2 separate regions of the Mus musculus genome follow, and region 1 is linked to region 2. The links are chromatin contacts, called in public HiChIP or PLAC-seq maps. All regions are on one chromosome and are shown on one strand. Each heading gives the region's core, a stretch centred on a gene start, on an enhancer-like site or on the middle of the called end of the contact. The rest is flanking DNA. Distances are from core to core; before and after follow the strand shown.

The links. HiChIP or PLAC-seq counts read pairs in DNA pulled down with a chosen protein or histone mark.
Region 1: an H3K27ac HiChIP or PLAC-seq map of heart atrium shows a contact between it and region 2, with 6 read pairs. The contact joins two enhancer-like sites. A contact is called at or near these places in 1 of 39 promoter capture datasets (liver), 1 of 15 datasets of contacts at CTCF or cohesin (pro-B cells), 2 of 484 Hi-C or Micro-C datasets (the HL-1 cell line and pancreatic cancer cells) and 2 of 115 datasets of contacts at active chromatin or transcription factors (cardiomyocytes and heart atrium).

The regions. Positions count from the first base shown.
Region 1 is chr3:104,315,485-104,320,465 of GRCm38.p6, forward strand. No RefSeq gene overlaps it. Among named protein-coding and RNA genes, the nearest start is that of Gm5546, 42 kb to the right of the region's middle. Within about 2 kb of position 3,662, at least 61 of the 459 cell types and tissues checked have an H3K27ac peak or open chromatin away from gene starts, as enhancers often do. A contact at or near this core is called in heart atrium, where this site is marked.
Region 2 is chr3:104,093,646-104,098,853 of GRCm38.p6, forward strand. Magi3 (membrane associated guanylate kinase, WW and PDZ domain containing 3) reads right to left here. Exons shown (of 21, transcript NM_001159354.1): 3 at 1,420-1,539. Among named protein-coding and RNA genes, the nearest start is that of Magi3, 120 kb to the right of the region's middle. Within about 2 kb of position 2,491, at least 7 of the 459 cell types and tissues checked have an H3K27ac peak or open chromatin away from gene starts, as enhancers often do. A contact at or near this core is called in heart atrium, where this site is marked.

The sequences.
Region 1 (4,981 bases), core at 2,412-4,911, 220 kb after region 2:
AGGTGTCACCATTCCCAACTTTCATAGGACCCTTGTCCTAGCTCAAAGAACAACATAGTCTTCAGAATGACAAATGTCCACAAGACAAAAAGCTGAGTCTCGAGCACTTCCATCCCTAAGGGTTCTTCGCTGTCAGCATCTTTCCTTCAGACAGGGAAACAGCCCATAACAGACAGGATCCTTTCTTCCTCCTTTTATGCCTTTGCACATTTTTTTCAATAGTGAAGTGACACTCACATAACATATCCAAAGCCATTTCAAAAGGTACAGTTCATTGGCATTCAAAATATTCACCCTGCTGCAAAGCCATCATCTCTATCAATTGCCAAACTCAAAGCACTTTCTCATCTTGGAAGGTACTTATCGACTGGACAGTTTCTTGATGCCAACATGGGCGTCCATTTCATCTTCACACTCTTAAAAACATTCCTAAGATGCTCAGTGAATCTGACTTGGATGGCGTTCCACATACCTCCTTCCCCAGTTTCTTTTCTGAGCCGCACTTGAAAGGCTCATCCTGGATCAGCCTCTGAGCGCCCTTCCTGCTGGGCACCTCATCAAGGCATCAGAACAACAAGCTTCACAGTGGACTAGGCCTCTGTCCTATTTTCTTTGAAGACTTTCTTTCCTTCTCCTTTTCATCTGGCTGCACACAGCCCATGTGGATATTAATTTGCACTGAACTCTGGTTAAATTTTAAATGTGCCTCCAAATTTACATTCTAGGCGAAGAGCCACAAATTTGAATATTGAAACTCATTAAATAATTAATTTTTCTAGGATTCCTTCCACTCTGAGAACAGCAAATTTCCCAAGTACATAAATATGAGCTCAGAGCTTAGAAATTAAGGCAGATGATGTGTGTACAATTTCAGTGCAGAGCTAGAGGAAAGCGTGCATTCTGTTCTTTAAATTACAATTTATTAGTCAAGGGGGTTACTAAAAAACACACTCCATAATCTAATTTCTCTTTGTACAAATTGTCAGATAGAAACCAAATCTTCCAGTTATTGCTTCAGAATGTTTCAGTCCCCAGAAATAGCTATAAATTAGACCCATTCACCATTGGAAAGCTCTGGGTTTTCTGCATTACAATTCTATGCAGTTTATATGTTATGCAAATTGAGCTTTTCTGAATACCATCTAATGCATTTATTCTTCTTCAAAATTAGCTAAACACCAACTTTTTTCCTGCTAAATTCATCTCCCTACAAAGACAGGTATAAGGACAATCGTCTGACGTGTGCTATGGTTTATTATTATTGCCAAAATGTATATGGCTGGACAATAGCTTTTAAAATATATATGGGTATGAGGGAGGGTGTAACTCATTTAGTAGAGTGCTTGCCAAGCACAGGAAAAGCTCTGGGTTCAGTTCTCAACAGGAAACAGGCATGGAGGAACACAGTGATACCGGCACTCCGGAGGTAGGAAGGTCAGAAGGTCAAGGCCATTCTTGGCTACACATTGAGTTTAAAGCCACCTGAAGGGAGGGAAAGAGAGCAAGTAAAAGAAAAGAAAACAAAGGAAAACAAACAAACAAACAAACAAAAACCCAAAAAGCTACAATCTGTAGGGCTACATTTCACAAAAAAATAAATTTAAAATCTGGATGATGTCCAGAGTGTGAGGAGTGAAGATTAAAGAATGAAGACTGAGGTCCATCAGCTGCCAGGCCCAGATAAGGTGGGAGGGAAGACCACTCCTCACCTCACCCCCACCCAGATGAGCCAGGGTTGAGGGCATTGGGGTGGAGAGCAAAGCTGGGCAGGGTAGCTCATGCAAATAATACCAGTGCCTTTAGGGCTGAGGCAGGAGAGCAGCCTGAGCTACAGAACTGGACCCTGTCTCAGAGGGGTTTATGTATGTCAGAGGGCAAGTGTCCTGAAAGGCAGGACCACACCAAAGTACAAGTGCTCCATTTACCTTTAGCTTTTAGGAAAAACAGACTCATTTCAGGATAGCATTTCTCATTCTCGATCACATTCAAGTTACCACTAACTGGGGTCTAATTCAGTTATACGTCCTGTGGGAAGGTAGTCAGTCCTTCTAAAGCTCTGATCTTCAGATCTACTGTTTGATGGGTAGGTGCTGCATGAAGGATTGCTTACATCATCAAACTCAGATAGGCTGAGTTCAGCAGCTGCTTCACTGAGAAGCATAAGGAACGCCTTAGTGCTGGGTAAAGACAGAAAGACGTGTGACTTTTCTCACACAACGGCAGCAGCAATGTACATGCAAAGGATTTGCCAGAGTTACTCCTGGGAAAGGGTCCCAGAGCTCCCTGAGGAAGTAATGAACCTCATTATCAACTCTCACGCTGTCACAACAATGGAAGCTGCCTTTTCAGGACTCCATGTTAAGGAGGCTTCCAGAAGAAAACCTTCTGAGAGAATTAGTACTCTAGTGCACTCAGAGAGTGCTTGGCTAGACAGAAACAGCAAAGCATGGGCATCACTGTTTTGTCCAAAGCAGTTGAAAAAAAATTTCAAGATGGAGACAATCTCTGGGGCTCTGTAGACAGAGTTCAAGACCCCAGCCCTCTGTATTAGCAACGTGAACTCTAGCCAGCTAAGTGTTTTAAACCTCAATGTCCATGTTTGTAAGATGGAGATAAGATTTACTACCCACCTCACAGAGTGGTCCAAATCTTAAGCCAGGAGCTGAAAACTGTGATTTAGAAATGTTACTTACGAGAACCATCTTGTTAGCATTCTCTCTACTCTAGGGCTGGGATGACCCATTGAACTAACTGAAGCCAATACGTCTTGCTCCCTTCGTATCCTAAGTCCTTCAGAAGAGTCCTAATTGAAGTTGTATATTAAATATCTAGGTAGGTCTATGTACATATTGGCTTCTATTTTTTTTAATGCACAAGTATTTTAACTGACACATAAAAACGTAAGCTTTATATATGTATGGAGTACCACACAACATTTTGAGACATATGAGTTGTGTAGTGTTTAAATGAGGGCAAACACTTCAGTCTACTCACCTAACATTTATGGTGAAAACATTCAAAACTCTCTCTGCCAGCTCTTTGAAATACACTATGCATTGCTGTTATCTGCAGTCACCCTACTGTGCACAGTCACCCTACTGTGCACACCAGAGCGGCTTGCTCCTGTCTAACTCTACACTCCTATTTTTACAGTGGGTTTGATTTTATAATTGGGGTAATACCTCAACACATAGACAGTGCTCTCTTGGCACTAATAAGTCTATAAAAAGGTTACGTCTCTGCTCTGTGTCTACAATTCTCTGACAGGTCTTCTTCCTGGTAATAGGTTTGCCCTTAAATCTTCCCTGGTAGATCTTGTTTTCAGAAAAGAAAGGATATTGGTGTTTAATATATATGATGGATTTTTAAAAAACAGTAACAGTCCCAAATAGATCCTGTCTCCCACCCTCACATATTTGAGCTGTTCCCTCCCACCTTGGCTCTGGACTTGGCCACTTGAGTTGGCCTATGGGATCATTATCAAATTTGACAGAAGCAGGGGCTGGACACGGACTTGCCAATTGAGCTTGACTCGTTCTTGTTGTTGAGAACTTTCTGGCAGTAGGTGAAGAAACACAAGCCAGCCTGCTGGAGAGAACAACCTAGACACCAGCCAGAACCCCCTCACCCCAACCCCCATCCACACGAGCAAAGGCATTGTAGGCTTCCAGCCCCGTCTGAGTTGCCAGCTGCCTGCAGCCGCATGAATGGCTCTGATGAAACCAGCCCCCGAATGTCCAGCTGCATCTAGCCCTCGCTGCTGACCTGCAGAATAATGAACTGATAAAACGGCTGTTGTTCTTAGCTACCAAGTGCTGGAGGGGTTTGTCAAAGCAGATAACAGATAAACTTAAATTTTATAGATACAGTAGCAGTTATTTCTGCCCTCCTGTTTATGCTTCTAGAAGAAGCTTTTGTCGCATGATAAGACATGGAGATCTGTTTGTGGAAAGTCCAGAGAGACCCACGCCTGTGGCCCTCCCCCTTTTCCTTTTAGTTGATTTTGGATAATCCAGAATAGAAGCTCTGCCTGTGAAATTTTTGAGAAGTGTAGCAGAACCGTCAGCTAAACAAAGTGAGAGTCTCTGAATAGCAAGAGAGAGATTAGCTGGCAGCAGGAATGTGCTCCACTCCTGGGAATAACTTCCTGACACCACTCTGCATATCACAGTGCCAATCCCTCGTCTTGATACTTAGCATGCACAGTCACACAGGCATACTCAGTAGTTATTGAAGAATGCCGATTTTCACCTGGTGAATGGATGTCGCTAAGTGGCTGAATAGATTCTAGAGATGCAGTTAAGGGAAATGGCTGCTAACCTATAACAAGGAAGTGGGTGGGGAATGGACTTTGAAAGACTCTGGAGAAGCTTAAAAAAATAATGAGAAACAAGAGGAATAGACACACTCAAAGCAGAGAGACTCCGATTTCTCTGTGGTTCTGGCCCACCAGGCAGGTAACAAATAACTATGAATAGTCAACTTCACTAAATAAACAAACAATGCAAACTCCTTGGAAGGAGGTCAGGTTCTCAAATTAAGGTCACCAAAATTGCCAGTGTAATATACGAGGGATGTAGAGAGATAAACTGAAATGTTCAGGATCCAATTGGGAAACCCACATTCCATTAAACACTCCTCACAGAGATCTAGAAGAACTATTTGTTAAATATTTTGTTCTAGAGGAGAGACACCGCAGAGATTTGAACTAATGCTGGGGATGACAAAGAGGATAATGGACGAGAGAGAGAGAGAGAGAGAGAGAGAGAGAGAGAGAGAGAAATGGGGGAACACTTTGGCTTCATTCTGCTTCCTCAAACAATCACAAACTAACCCCCCCCCTCCATGGGGGAATTCCTGAGATACAGGAAGACTCCCCATCATGAATAAGAATATTTAAAAATCTTAAATACCACCTAAAGTAGCAAGGCCACTGTTGGTTTTTAAGATTTATTCTTTCTTCTTATGGCAACAACCCTCC
Region 2 (5,208 bases), core at 1,241-3,740:
CAATGAACTCAATAAAGGACCTACAATGTTACAATGAACTCAATAAAGGCCCTACAATGTTACAATGAACTCAATAAAGGCCCTACAATGTTACAATGAACTCAATAAAGGCCCTACAATGTTACAATGAACTCAATAAAGGACCTACAATGTTATAATGAACTCAATAAAGGACCTACAATGTTATAATGAACTCAATAAAGGACCTACAATGTGGCAGTGAGAAGAAAACCATGGAAGTGGCTATCAGGAAGAAATGACCACGTGTGGTAACTGAAGTGAAACAAATATTTGCACTCATGCACAAGCATGCATGTAAATGAGATGCATTCAAGGGTCTTTACTGAACATCATCTCTATACATTGAAGACAGCATAAAGTAAGAAAGGCATTATCTTTACTACACAGAAGTTGTGAAAGGCATCCTTATAAAAGCAGAAAAAGACACGATGAAAAAATTTAAGGTGCTATGGGAGTGGATAAGCTTGCCAAGAGAAAAGTGTGTTCTTTTTTTTTTTTTTTTTTAAAGTACATAACATGGAATCATTTAAGAATTGAAACTGATCTTCAGTTTGTACTTCAGGGAAACAAATGGGTACAGGAAACAGATATGAAAATCAATTACTGATGCTATCCCTCAATCTATACTTCCTTTTCTGCAAGATTTTAAGGTACACACAGGCTTTTCAATGTTTATGGACTTTAGACTTCCAGCCATGGACAGAAAGCCATCAACAAGCACTTGTTGGGTTTAGATGATGATGGTGAGTTGTTTTGAAATATGTAAACTTGCCAGTTTGGTTAATTTTCAGTTTATTGTTCACAATGAATTTTTTAATGTAATGTAATGCTTTTGGTTATTGTCTAATTCCATCTAATTGTTAAATTAGGAATTCCCTAATCAAAAGAAAATCACATTTTCAAATAATGTCTTAAGACTTATTCTATTTTATTTTTACTTTTTTATTTTTTATTTTTGTTTGTTTTTCGAGACAGGATTTCTCTGTGTAGCCCTAGCTGTCCTGGAACTCACTCTGTAGACCAGGCTGGCTTCAGACTCAGAAATCTGCCTGCCTCTGCCTCTCAAGTGCTGGCATTAAAGGCATGAGCCACCACTGCCTGGCAACTTTATTTTATGCATACAGTTATTTTGCCTCATGTATATTTGTGTACCATATGTGTGCAGTGCCCACAGAGGTCTGAAGAGGGCACTGGATCCCGTGTAATTGAAGTTTAACAGCTGCTAAACATCAGAAATCAGAAGCAAGTCTTTTGGAGGAAGGATCAGCCAGTGTTCTTAAATGTTAATCCATCCCCCTAGTCCTTCCAAATAACTTTTTAAAAATTGAATTTACTGATGAAATTCCCTCTGAAATGATTCTGGTTATCTGGAGGTAGTTTTCATATTTGGGGACATACCATCATACGTTCCACTTTCTAACAATGCTCCGCTTTCTTCCAGTGCCTTGAATTGTTCAACAGAAATGAAGTTATAATCCACCCCTGGGACTTCCCCATCCCTGGGAGCCCTTGTAGTGCCTAAGGAGAGAAGAAAAAAAAATACTTGTAAAATACTTTTTAAAATACAAGTACTCAGAATGCTATAAAGTTCAGTCTAAGAAGACTACAAGGAAGACAAGTTATTTAATACATTGTATCTGATGTATTAAAGTATCATAATAACTATAGGAGAAATACACTTGAATAAAATAGTAATAAAATCCATATCTATAAAAACTCTACAGTAAGTTTAGTACTACTAAGGACTTAATTTCCTGGCATACAGTTTTTTTTTTTAAAAGATTTTATTTTAAAACTTTTAATTGTGTGTGTGTGTGTGTGTGTGTGTGTGTGTGTATAAGTGTATAAGAGCGAGAGAGAGAGAAAAGAGAGAGTGAGAAAGCAAGAGAGCAAGCATGCACATGAAAAACTGATCCAGAAAGATGATGATGATGATGATAAAAATAATAGGCTGAGAAAATTATAGCTACATCAACATTCTGTGCAGTGATTTACTGAATACAGCATTTTTGTTTTAGAGCATACAAAAAAAAAGGATACAAATGTTTCAACATATAGTTTCTTCTTTTAGTATAATTATTTTGATTATCAAAAATTTTGTTTCTCATATGCTGAACTAAGATTCCTACAATCAGCAGCCTTTTTGCTTTATATTAAGTAGAAAGTTGCTAGGAAGTTGAATAGTTAAAATTACATCTTAAAATTTTCTATTTAAGTGGGAAATTCCATGGTTACAAATACATACACCTCTTTTCATTAAAAGGTGGACCTGCTCCCTTCAGCCTAATTATTTTAATTCTTTTATTAATTCAGTGGTAAGCATGCTGTGCAAGTTTTGAAGTCTATATTTCCATCTCCCATCCTTCTAGAATGTTCTTGTTACTATGCAAGGAATGTCGTCTCGACCCTTGAGTAGTGAGAGCTCCAGCCAACAAACAGCACCAGGCTCCCAGACATAAGGGTGGAGCCATCCTGCTTCTCCTCCCAGTCAAGCTGTCACTGACTGTCACACAAGTGATCCAGCTAAACCCAGACAACTCACAAAGCCATGGCAAACAGCACATGATGGCTATTTTAAGCCACAGAATTTTAAGACAATTTGTTACGTAGCAAAGCCTAACAGGATGTGCAAATGAACTCTCCTATAAAATATAATGTCTATATAAAATTCAATTCATAGGCAAATCATTTTGTAAATAATACCATAAGAACAGCACCAACCAAAGGGGCAGGAAGAACTTCCCTTTAGTCTGAAATTATTATAGTCTACGGTCTGATTTAGAAAAGCCTTTTAACTTATCTGGGATTCACTATCTTTCTACAAAGTGGTGCAGGACAAGATAATCCTTCCTACTAATAGACATGTATGTTATAGGATTCCAAAACATATATTGCTAAGAAAATGGCTTTAGTGGTAATTCTCATCACAAATTACTATAAACTCTAGCTTTTTCCCATAAAGATTAAAAAAAAAAAATCAATCCTTTTTTCTCTTACCCTTTTGTTTTTATTATCTCAAAAAATGTCTTTAGTTTCTTGATATTCTCTCTACATTTTTTGTGTGCAAGTTACATAATGTATTTTTCCTTTTTACAAAGAAAAGAGGTCTGTTACCTCAGTTTCTACCTCCTCTCATTTTCTCCTCGGCACATTAGAATTCTATCTTTGCCCCAATCACTTAATAAGAAATTTTCTATGTTCAAAGCTAATCTCTACTTTGTTTAACTCAATCTTTCTAAAGCTACAATCATTTAATACAGTTTATCATATTGTGGTGACTACCAACCATAACTATGATGTGCAGGATATCTGATGTGCGGACCCCCCCCCCCTCTTTGGGTCATGGCCCACAGGTTGAGAACCATTTTCTTAGCATGTAACCCCTGGTAAGCTGACAGTACTCCAGGGAAATACCATACATCCAAGAATATTTGTGCAGCACAAATTGACCTTGATGGGGGGAAAAAGATACAAAATTGGGTGAGCAGAGAAAGGAGGTGAGGATAAATCTGCTTAAGAGGTAAGAGAGAGGAGTAAATATGATCAAAACCTGGTGCACAAAACTTTTCAATTGGGGAAGTTATCTAGGCCAAGTGAGAAGGCTCAGTGGATAAAAGCACTCCCCACTCAAGCCTGATGACTTAAGTATGTTCTCCAAACCTCAAGGTGGATGCAGAGAACCACTCCCAAAAGTCATCGTACTTCTTTTTGTTGCTTGATTATTCTGGCTAGAATTCTAAGTACTGAGTTAACAGTATAGCAGCAAGTAAACTCCCTCACATGTTGCCTCTTCTATGAAAAAGCTTACTGCTGACTGTGGTGTTATGTGGGCTTTTCAGATACATTCTTTATTATACTGAGGTAGTTTCCTTTCCTTATATTCCTAATCTGATGAGTATGGTTTTTAAAATCATAATAGAATATTAAATTTTGTGAAATATTTTCTCTGTATTAACTGAGATGTTTATGTACATGTATTGATTCACAGGTTAAACTATATTTTTATTGCTGGCATAAATCCCACCTATTCATTACATATTATCATTTTAACTGAATTAGGTTCACTAATATTTTAAGACTGGGGGGGTCAATATTTATAGTGGGCTTAATTTATGTTGAAGAGTACTATTTCAATTTCCCCAAGTTACAGGTCTTCTCATGTTTTAAAAAATTTGTTTTATGATTGAAGTCCTGGTAGGGTTTTGTTTCTAATCACCTATTTTTCCTCTATCTACTAAATACCTGCTGTATAAAGTTATTCCTAGAATTGTCCTAACTCTCATATCAGCTGTCATGTCTTCACTTTCTTATTTCAGACACTAAGGTTTGTTCTGTCAATTGTTCATATTTTCAAAATCTTGACATTACTAATTTCTTCTATGGCTTTTCTATTTTGTATTTCATTATCTCTGCTCTTATCATCACTATCCCTTCCTTTTGTTGACTCTGGGTTTAGCTTTTCCCTGTTGTTATTCCTTCAAGTACAAAGTTTAGAATTCTCAGGTGACTGGTTTCCCTCTTAGCTTTCATCACATCCTGTAAGCTTTGGTATGTTGTATCTTCATTTTTATTGATGCCAGATATGTTCTCAATTCCACTGGTCTAGATGGACCATCTAGAGACTGCCATATCCAGGGATCCATCCCATAATCAGCTTCCAAACGCTGACTCCATTGCATACACTAGCAAGATTTTGCTGAAAGGACCCAGATATAGCTGTCTCTTGTGAGACTATGCTGGGGCCTAACAAACACAGAAGTGGATGCTCACAGTCAGCTATTGAATGGATCACAGGGCCCCCATTGGAGAAGCTAGAGAAAGAACCCAAGGAGCTAAAGGGATCTGCAACCCTATAGGTGGAACAACAATATGAACAATATGAACTAACCAGTACCCCCTGGAACTCGTGTCTCTAGCTGCATATGTATCAGAAGATGGCCTAGTTGGCCATCAGTGGAAAGAGAGGCCCATTGGTCGTGCAAACTTTATATGCCTCAGTACAGGGGAACGCCAGGGCCAAGAAGTGGGAGTGGGTGGGTGGAGGAGTGGGTGGGGGAGCGTGTGGGGGACTTTTGGGATAGCATTGGAAATGTAAATGAAATAAATACCTAATTAAAAAAAAGAATTAAAGGTAAAAAAAAAAAAAAGCGATTCAGGCTGGGCCATAGATCTCCCTAGACTCTGAAC